Linked DNA regions of Mus musculus: region 2 is linked to region 1. A link is a contact called in public HiChIP or PLAC-seq data. All regions are on one chromosome and are shown on one strand. The core of a region is the stretch at or near the end of the contact, and the rest is flanking DNA. Distances in the headings are between cores, read along the strand shown. Region 1 overlaps Wwtr1 (WW domain containing transcription regulator 1). Region 2 overlaps Wwtr1 (WW domain containing transcription regulator 1).

The links. HiChIP or PLAC-seq counts read pairs in DNA pulled down with a chosen protein or histone mark.
Region 2: an H3K27ac HiChIP or PLAC-seq map of embryonic stem cells shows a contact between it and region 1, with 6 read pairs. The contact joins two enhancer-like sites. A contact is called at or near these places in 1 of 15 datasets of contacts at CTCF or cohesin (the NIH/3T3 cell line), 20 of 484 Hi-C or Micro-C datasets (Sertoli cells, adipose-derived mesenchymal stem cells, brown adipocytes and 13 more) and 8 of 115 datasets of contacts at active chromatin or transcription factors (craniofacial prominence, embryonic fibroblasts, embryonic forebrain and 3 more).

The regions. Positions count from the first base shown.
Region 1 is chr3:57,469,244-57,472,653 of GRCm38.p6, reverse strand. The region is part of intron 4 of Wwtr1 (WW domain containing transcription regulator 1); the gene reads left to right. Among named protein-coding and RNA genes, the nearest start is that of Tm4sf4, 46 kb to the right of the region's middle. Within about 2 kb of position 1,448, at least 150 of the 459 cell types and tissues checked have an H3K27ac peak or open chromatin away from gene starts, as enhancers often do. A contact at or near this core is called in embryonic fibroblasts, embryonic stem cells, muscle stem cells and 3 more, where this site is marked.
Region 2 is chr3:57,554,247-57,557,438 of GRCm38.p6, reverse strand. The region is part of intron 2 of Wwtr1 (WW domain containing transcription regulator 1); the gene reads left to right. Among named protein-coding and RNA genes, the nearest start is that of Wwtr1, 20 kb to the left of the region's middle. Within about 2 kb of position 1,593, at least 82 of the 459 cell types and tissues checked have an H3K27ac peak or open chromatin away from gene starts, as enhancers often do. A contact at or near this core is called in embryonic fibroblasts, embryonic stem cells, muscle stem cells and 3 more, where this site is marked.

The sequences.
Region 1 (3,410 bases), core at 199-2,698:
AACAGGGACACAGATGGAGGGAGGCAGGCACAGGATTCTTTCAGCAGGTTTTACAGATTTCTGTCAAGCTTGACAGCCACTCTGGGGGTGGGGGTAGGGTCAGCTGCCCAGCCTCACACAGCCATTTCAGATCCATGCTGCCAAGGAGAGCCGTGCTCCTCTCAGGGAAGATTTAAAGGGCTGTTTTCTGTCTTGAGTTTTTAAGAGATTTTTCAGAACTTAAAAACATACCTAGCAAAGCGTATAGGGCAATCAGTGGCTGCTACATAGCCCTTGGAACATGAGGTATAGTTATTAGGAAAGCACACTGTAGAGTTAGGTTTCAGGGTTGACTAAGGCATTTGACTGGTCCTGTTGTCCTACGTTCACCATATATCCCTAAGTCATCTGTAGTAAGATGGCTGTTTTAAGTTCATCCATTCATATATTTACTCAACACATGTTCTTATCACACATGTTGGGATGGAAAGTGGTGAATTTGTCTAGGAGTTGAGGGCGTCTATTGTGTTCCCCCACAAAGGAAGGTAGTGTATGTCTATCTCGTAGGTTAGCGCTCTGGAAGCAAAGGACCACTGCCTGCTACAGGTCAGCCTGGTCTACATAGCAAATTCTGGCTAACCAGAGCTACATGATGAGTCTTTGGTCCGGGTAAGGGTGGAAATGGGAAGAAAAGAAAAAGGGTGCCAGTTCAAATCTTTTTAGAAAAGACTCCCCGGCTCCATCACTCCAAACCAACCTCTTCCGTGATACGTACTTGTCCCTTTAAATAAATATGTTCATAATAAAAAGTCCTTTCGAAAACAAATTGGTCATTGTTTTAAACTGGAGGCTTATTTTGTACTAAGGAAAATGAGATCACAGAGGCATGAGGAAGTATTCCATTTCAAAAAATCTACTTTACATTTTTGTTTAAGTCAGAAGTATATCTACATTTTTCCTTCCTTCAAGTGATTCTTAGGCGATAACAGGCTTTGGATAATAATTACAGACTCAACAAATGTTTCCTCCAAAGTATCAGAGTTTCGAATCTGCACTTTTCTAGAGCCAGTCTGGCAGCTGAGTGTGTGCGAGGTGTTTCAAAGAGACACTCCAGGAAATGTGGCAGTGAATTTCTAGAATCGATTGGTACAGGCTTTCAACAAAAGAGATTGACACCAGATCCCCCCCCACCCCCCCTCTTCCCAGGCAGTCTGCCTCTGCAGTCTCCGTGGCTTTGAGAAAGAAAGAGTGAGCTGCACCTCTGCACTGAAATAGCCGCTTTAACGGTGGGATTTTAAAATACCGCTTTCATTTCATTTGTTTCTACTCGCCCCACCCTTCATAATTAAAACAATTCGGTCTTCCATTTTTGTAGAATCCCGGCTACACACTTAAATCAAGCTGAGCACCCTCAGAAGAGGTTATTATCATTCAGTTAGCTCCCTTTGAAGTACATTCCAGCCGAGGCAGGAGCTGGCTGGTGGGAGGTGCCCTGCGAGCCAAAAACACTCACTCGGAGCCAGGCCCCGCTCTCCATTGCCTTTTACTTTCTAGCTTCTTCTGTTGATTTATTCCACAGAGCTGCAGGCCAGTGGGGGAACTAGAGGGGAGGAAGCTTCCAGAACTTCTTAACTCACAAATTGTCTCTGCCTTTCATTATCCTCTGCGTCCACCGCACAGCTTCTCAGCCCTAGGAGGGTGCCTTTTGAATCCATAAATGACGTTTGGTTTTGTTGTTTAAGGGAGCTAACAGATTACCAGTAACTCACTCCAAAGACTCTGTTTTACAAAGGGTTTCCATTCCCAGCTTGTATGTGAAGAAATGTTGGGGGCAGGAGGAGGGAGGGCTGCAGCTTTTCAGAACTTTCTGAGACTGGCCTTTAAAACCGAACCTTAAAACTTTGCTAAATGTGGTGTGAATTCCCGGGATACTAGCTCCACCCATATACATCGAAAAGGATCATAAAACATTTCCAATCCCATCTTCCTCCCGGCTCGGGGAGGAAAAACTGTGCTCAGTGCTGTTGAATAGGCTGGTTCGTTAAGTTCTCTTCTAAACAAGCTGAATGAGGTCATGGGGTTGGTATTTCCATTTTATAGCTGGGAAAACAGGATCAGAGAAATGAAGTAACTTGCCCAAGTTTCATCTCCAGTAGTAGGTGAAAGGGTTTGAATTTGAGGCCTGCCAACTTCAGTCCTCACTGCCTTCTCCCTGGTACTGTCTGTGGAAATTACCGGAATAGCCTCAGAGGTCAAACTGCCTGGATTTAGACACTGGCTCCACCTGCTGTTAGCTACAGGGCTCTGGGAAAACCACTTAACTCTCTCTGGCCCTGTTTCCTCATCAGTAAACTAAGTTAATGGAGTCCTGTGTTCAGGCTTCACATGTTTTTTTTGCAAAGTCTAGTCAAGTCTCTTTGCCTCGCAAATCTTTCTGTGCCGTCCATGACACCTTCTATTGTTTGTCTCACTGTGTTCTTTGATCTATGTCCAACAAGATGCTTCATAAAGCATCTTAAATGAACTGTCAAGGATTTAGTCCAAGGGGCTGCAGAGATGTTTAAGAGCACTGACTGCTTGTCCAAAGACCCAGAGTTCAGACCTCAGTACTCACATGGTAGTTTAAAACCAGCTCTTATGCTAGTTCCAAGGGGGTCCCCCATCTTCTTTTTTGAATAGCTTAGGCACTGCACACATTTGGTGAACAAACATACCTGCAGGCAAACAAACAACCCCCCCAACCCATACATGTAAAAATAAATAAATAGCATTTTTTAAATTAAAATTTTTAAAGATTTATTTATTTATTATATGTAAGTACACTATAGCTGTGTTCAGACACCCCAGAAGAGGGCGTCAGATCTCATTACAGATGATTGTGAGCCACCATGTGGTTGCTGGGATTTGAACTCAGGACCTTCGGAAGAGCAGTCAGTGCTCTTAACTGCTGAGCCATCTCTCCAGCTTTAAATTAAAAAAATAATTTAAAAAAAGAATTTAGTTTAAAATTTCACAGCTCTATTGTAACTGACCTGGGATTTGAACTCTTGTGATTTTAAAGTCCTCTTCTCTGCATTGCATCACTGCTTTCTGTTATGCCAAGCTCAGGACAGGTTCAACAGCATCCTTAACTACTTCTTGAGAATTCCACTGGCAAATAGCCCACAGAACTGAGAAGTAGCCAGTACCTTACCTGATTACAACTAGAAATTTCTTCATTCTGTCTGCCACAAATCTGTGACTGGAGGGATCTTGTAGTTCACTAGTAGCTTAAGAGCCATTGCGAGGCCTTTGAGTTTTGTGATATCCTGACTCCTCGAAGACCCGATATTCTCCAGTGGTCATGCTCATGCATTGTGTGGCTTGGTGAAAGCACTGATAGACCTGCCCAACGCCTGACACACGGCTTGATGGCATGGCAGGGAAGTCAG
Region 2 (3,192 bases), core at 344-2,843, 85 kb before region 1:
TAAAAGCAAGTAAGTACGCAAGTAAATATGTAAAAGTTATAAAATAAGTGCTCAAGTTGTCCGTTTTTAGAATAGTACCTTCAAGCCTTCCCTCTCATCAACTGCAGTGGGCAAGTATGTGTGTGCGTGTGCTATGTGAGTTTATATAGATTGCATGAGTGAAGAAGGTGTCTGTGAAGTCCACAGGAGGATGCCATATCTGCGGAAACTGTAGTTATAGGGAATTGTGAGCAACCATGTAGGTGTTGGGAACCTAACCAGGGTCCTCTGCAAGAACAGCAGCTAATGCTCTTAACCATACAGTCACCTGCCCAACCCCCTCGTAGCCCCAATTCACCTTCCTCTAGTTTTATGCTCTGGCCCCTGCTTCATCAGGTCCTTTGAGAATGGCTCTCATGCCTGAGGTACCTGCCATTGTTTGGAAAAGATAGAGAGGGTGCATGTCTTATTCAGAACAAGATGGGCTACTTCTTTCAAGGGATTTACTTAAAGGTTGTCTCCCTGAGCTAAATTTCTAAAATCTACTTGTATATTTCTTGAGATTATGCTACAATTGTATCATTTCCTTCTCCCTTCATCCCTTCAAATCCTCCTCCCGCACACGCGCCCCCATTAAATTCGTGGCCTGGAACTTTCTATGTAAATAGGGCTGGCCTCCAAGTCACAAATCTGTCTGCCTGCACGTGCCTCCTGAGGGCTGGGCTTGACGGCATGGAGCACCACCCTGGCTGTATATTTGGGGTTTGTACACGAAGCCTGAAATATTAGCGCCCCCCCCCCATTAGTTGGATGAGAAATGAAATGTTAGTTTGGCCCTAACTCTATTTGTAGGTTGTTGCTCATAACAATTCCTCTGGCTGAAGAAGTTAGTCGTTATTGTGGAAATTATAAAGAACCCTTGAGGATGTAGCTTCAGATTTTAGGTAAAATTTCCTGCACATGCAGATCAACCATTGTAAAAAAAGTATTTTAAAGTAAGGTTTTCGCCAGGCAGTGGTGGCGCACGCCTTTAATCCCAGCACTCAGGAGGCAGAGGCAGGCGGATTTCTGAGTTCGAGGCCAGCCTGGTCTACAGAGTGAGTTCCAGGACATCCAGGGCTATACAGAGAAACCCTGTCTCGGAAAACAAACAAAATAAAATTAACGTTTTTGGATACATATAATTTTATATTTACAGTCACTGGTCTTTAGAGAGAAGCGAAAATATTTTTTTTTCTAAAAATAAAGAAATAAATCCAAACAGTTTCTACCTCCACACTCTTTGTGGGAGGTGAATGAAAAGCTCAGTTGGGTCTGTAAGTCTAGAGTCCCTTGCGCCAGGCTAGTGGGCCAGGCCCGGCTTCAGCTCCTTTGCAGTCCGTTGATCTATGCTCATGCATGCGCTGTGAGATGGTCACTTTCCGACTAACCATATTTTGTGTAGGAGATGCTGATAGAAGACTATCATTAACTCTGTCCTTCCTACCACTAGATTGTGACCCTTTGTAGTTAAACAGAATTTAGACACGAAGTGAGAATGGACATCTCTTACAGGGAGGCTTCTGGGCCTCTTGGTCTCTATCTCGGCCCTGCAAAAGGAAGGCTTAGTCATGGAGTCATTAACCATTCTTGTTACCTCAGGCTTAGGCACCATGAGTCAGCTTCCCCTCGCTTGCTCTGCTTCAGAGGTTTCCTGATTTACATGTAAACTCCTGTTCACCTGCCCAGCAGGGCTCAGGCATGTGAGCAGGGCTCAGGCATGTGACCAGGGCATCACCTGGAGTGGCAGTCCTGGGCCCTGGTTTACATAGAGCCTAGCAGGACTGCAGAGAGAGCAAGGGGGAAATTCTTACCATCCTGTTATTTCTGTCCTCAGATGAATGCATAATACAAAAGGGAGTGGAAAATTTTAGAATTTTTTATCTGATGCTATTACCTAAGTAGTTTTATTTTCTTATATTACTGATGCTCATTTTCAGAGCTAGAGGAAGAAACAAAACTTCAGGCCAATTTTATATGTTATTTTGAGGAGACTACTCCTTTTATAAGTAGCCTTTCCTCAAATATCATCCTTTAAGTTATTGTAAAAATAGCAAAATAATGAAATGGGATTTAAAATAAAAAATAAAAAAAAAACCGTGTGTGTGTGTGTGTGTGTGTGTGTGTGTGTGTGCGTGTGTGAACCCTGCCACAGGCTAGGTGAGTACTTTGCCTGTGAAGCTGGAAATTTCTTTGGGGGTTAAGGTGGGCAGGTTCTGCAGCCCAGCAAACAGTGATCTTCAGCATCTTTTCTTGCAAGGCTTTAGTAGCCTCAGGGAGTAGGCAGGAGACATGGGTGCATGGGCTTGTGTTTGTGACCCGGAGGAGCCCCGCCCCCCCTAAGATCAAAGGCACTTATTTTAGTTTGGGAAAGATATGAAACCTTTTTTTTTTTTTTTTTTTTTTTTTGAAAAATAAACACTAACATTCATTAAATAAGGCTAAGTACGGTGGTACATACCTGTGATCCTAGCCCTCAGAAGTCTGAGGCAGGAGAATTCATAGTTTGAGGCAGGTTTGGGCTGCCTAGTGAGAAAGACTCTTATCTCAAAACAGAACAAAACAAAAAGAAAAGAGAAACTGGGAGGCCGAGGCCTTTGCTGCCTTCAGACTTGATAATGGTGTAGGAGTTGGGAAACACCTTTTCTTTTCCTTGAGCTGTTCTTTGAACTATTTGGCAGAGATAACTGCAAGACTGTGTCATCTCATTGGAATTTTTCTTGGTACTGTTTGAAATAGATACACTCCTTCTAAATAACCATTTTTCCCCCCAGCCTCTGAAAATTCACATTGTCTCTGCTCTTGTGAGGGTTATACACATTCTGCCAGCTGGGGAAGACACTGGCAAGAATGGGCTTGTCGCCTGAGGTACTGAAGCGTACCAGTGGCCAACGTTGACTCCAGTGGCAGTGTCTTAGAATTTGCTCATTTGGTTTTCTTTGCTGCGGAGGGTGCAGCTCATAAAAAGCTTCTCCAAACTGTCTTAACCGTAGGCCTTTACCACAAACATGGCTCAGGGGATATGAAAAAGCAAGGAGAACCTGACCTGGGCGTGAAACCTTTGTAAATCTCATAGATGACAAGCTCACGTGGCCTCAAGGGCTATGCAACATGGATGTCTCCAGTTGGCTTGACATCACATTTGACACTTGTGGTCTGAGAGTGCCCTCTCTA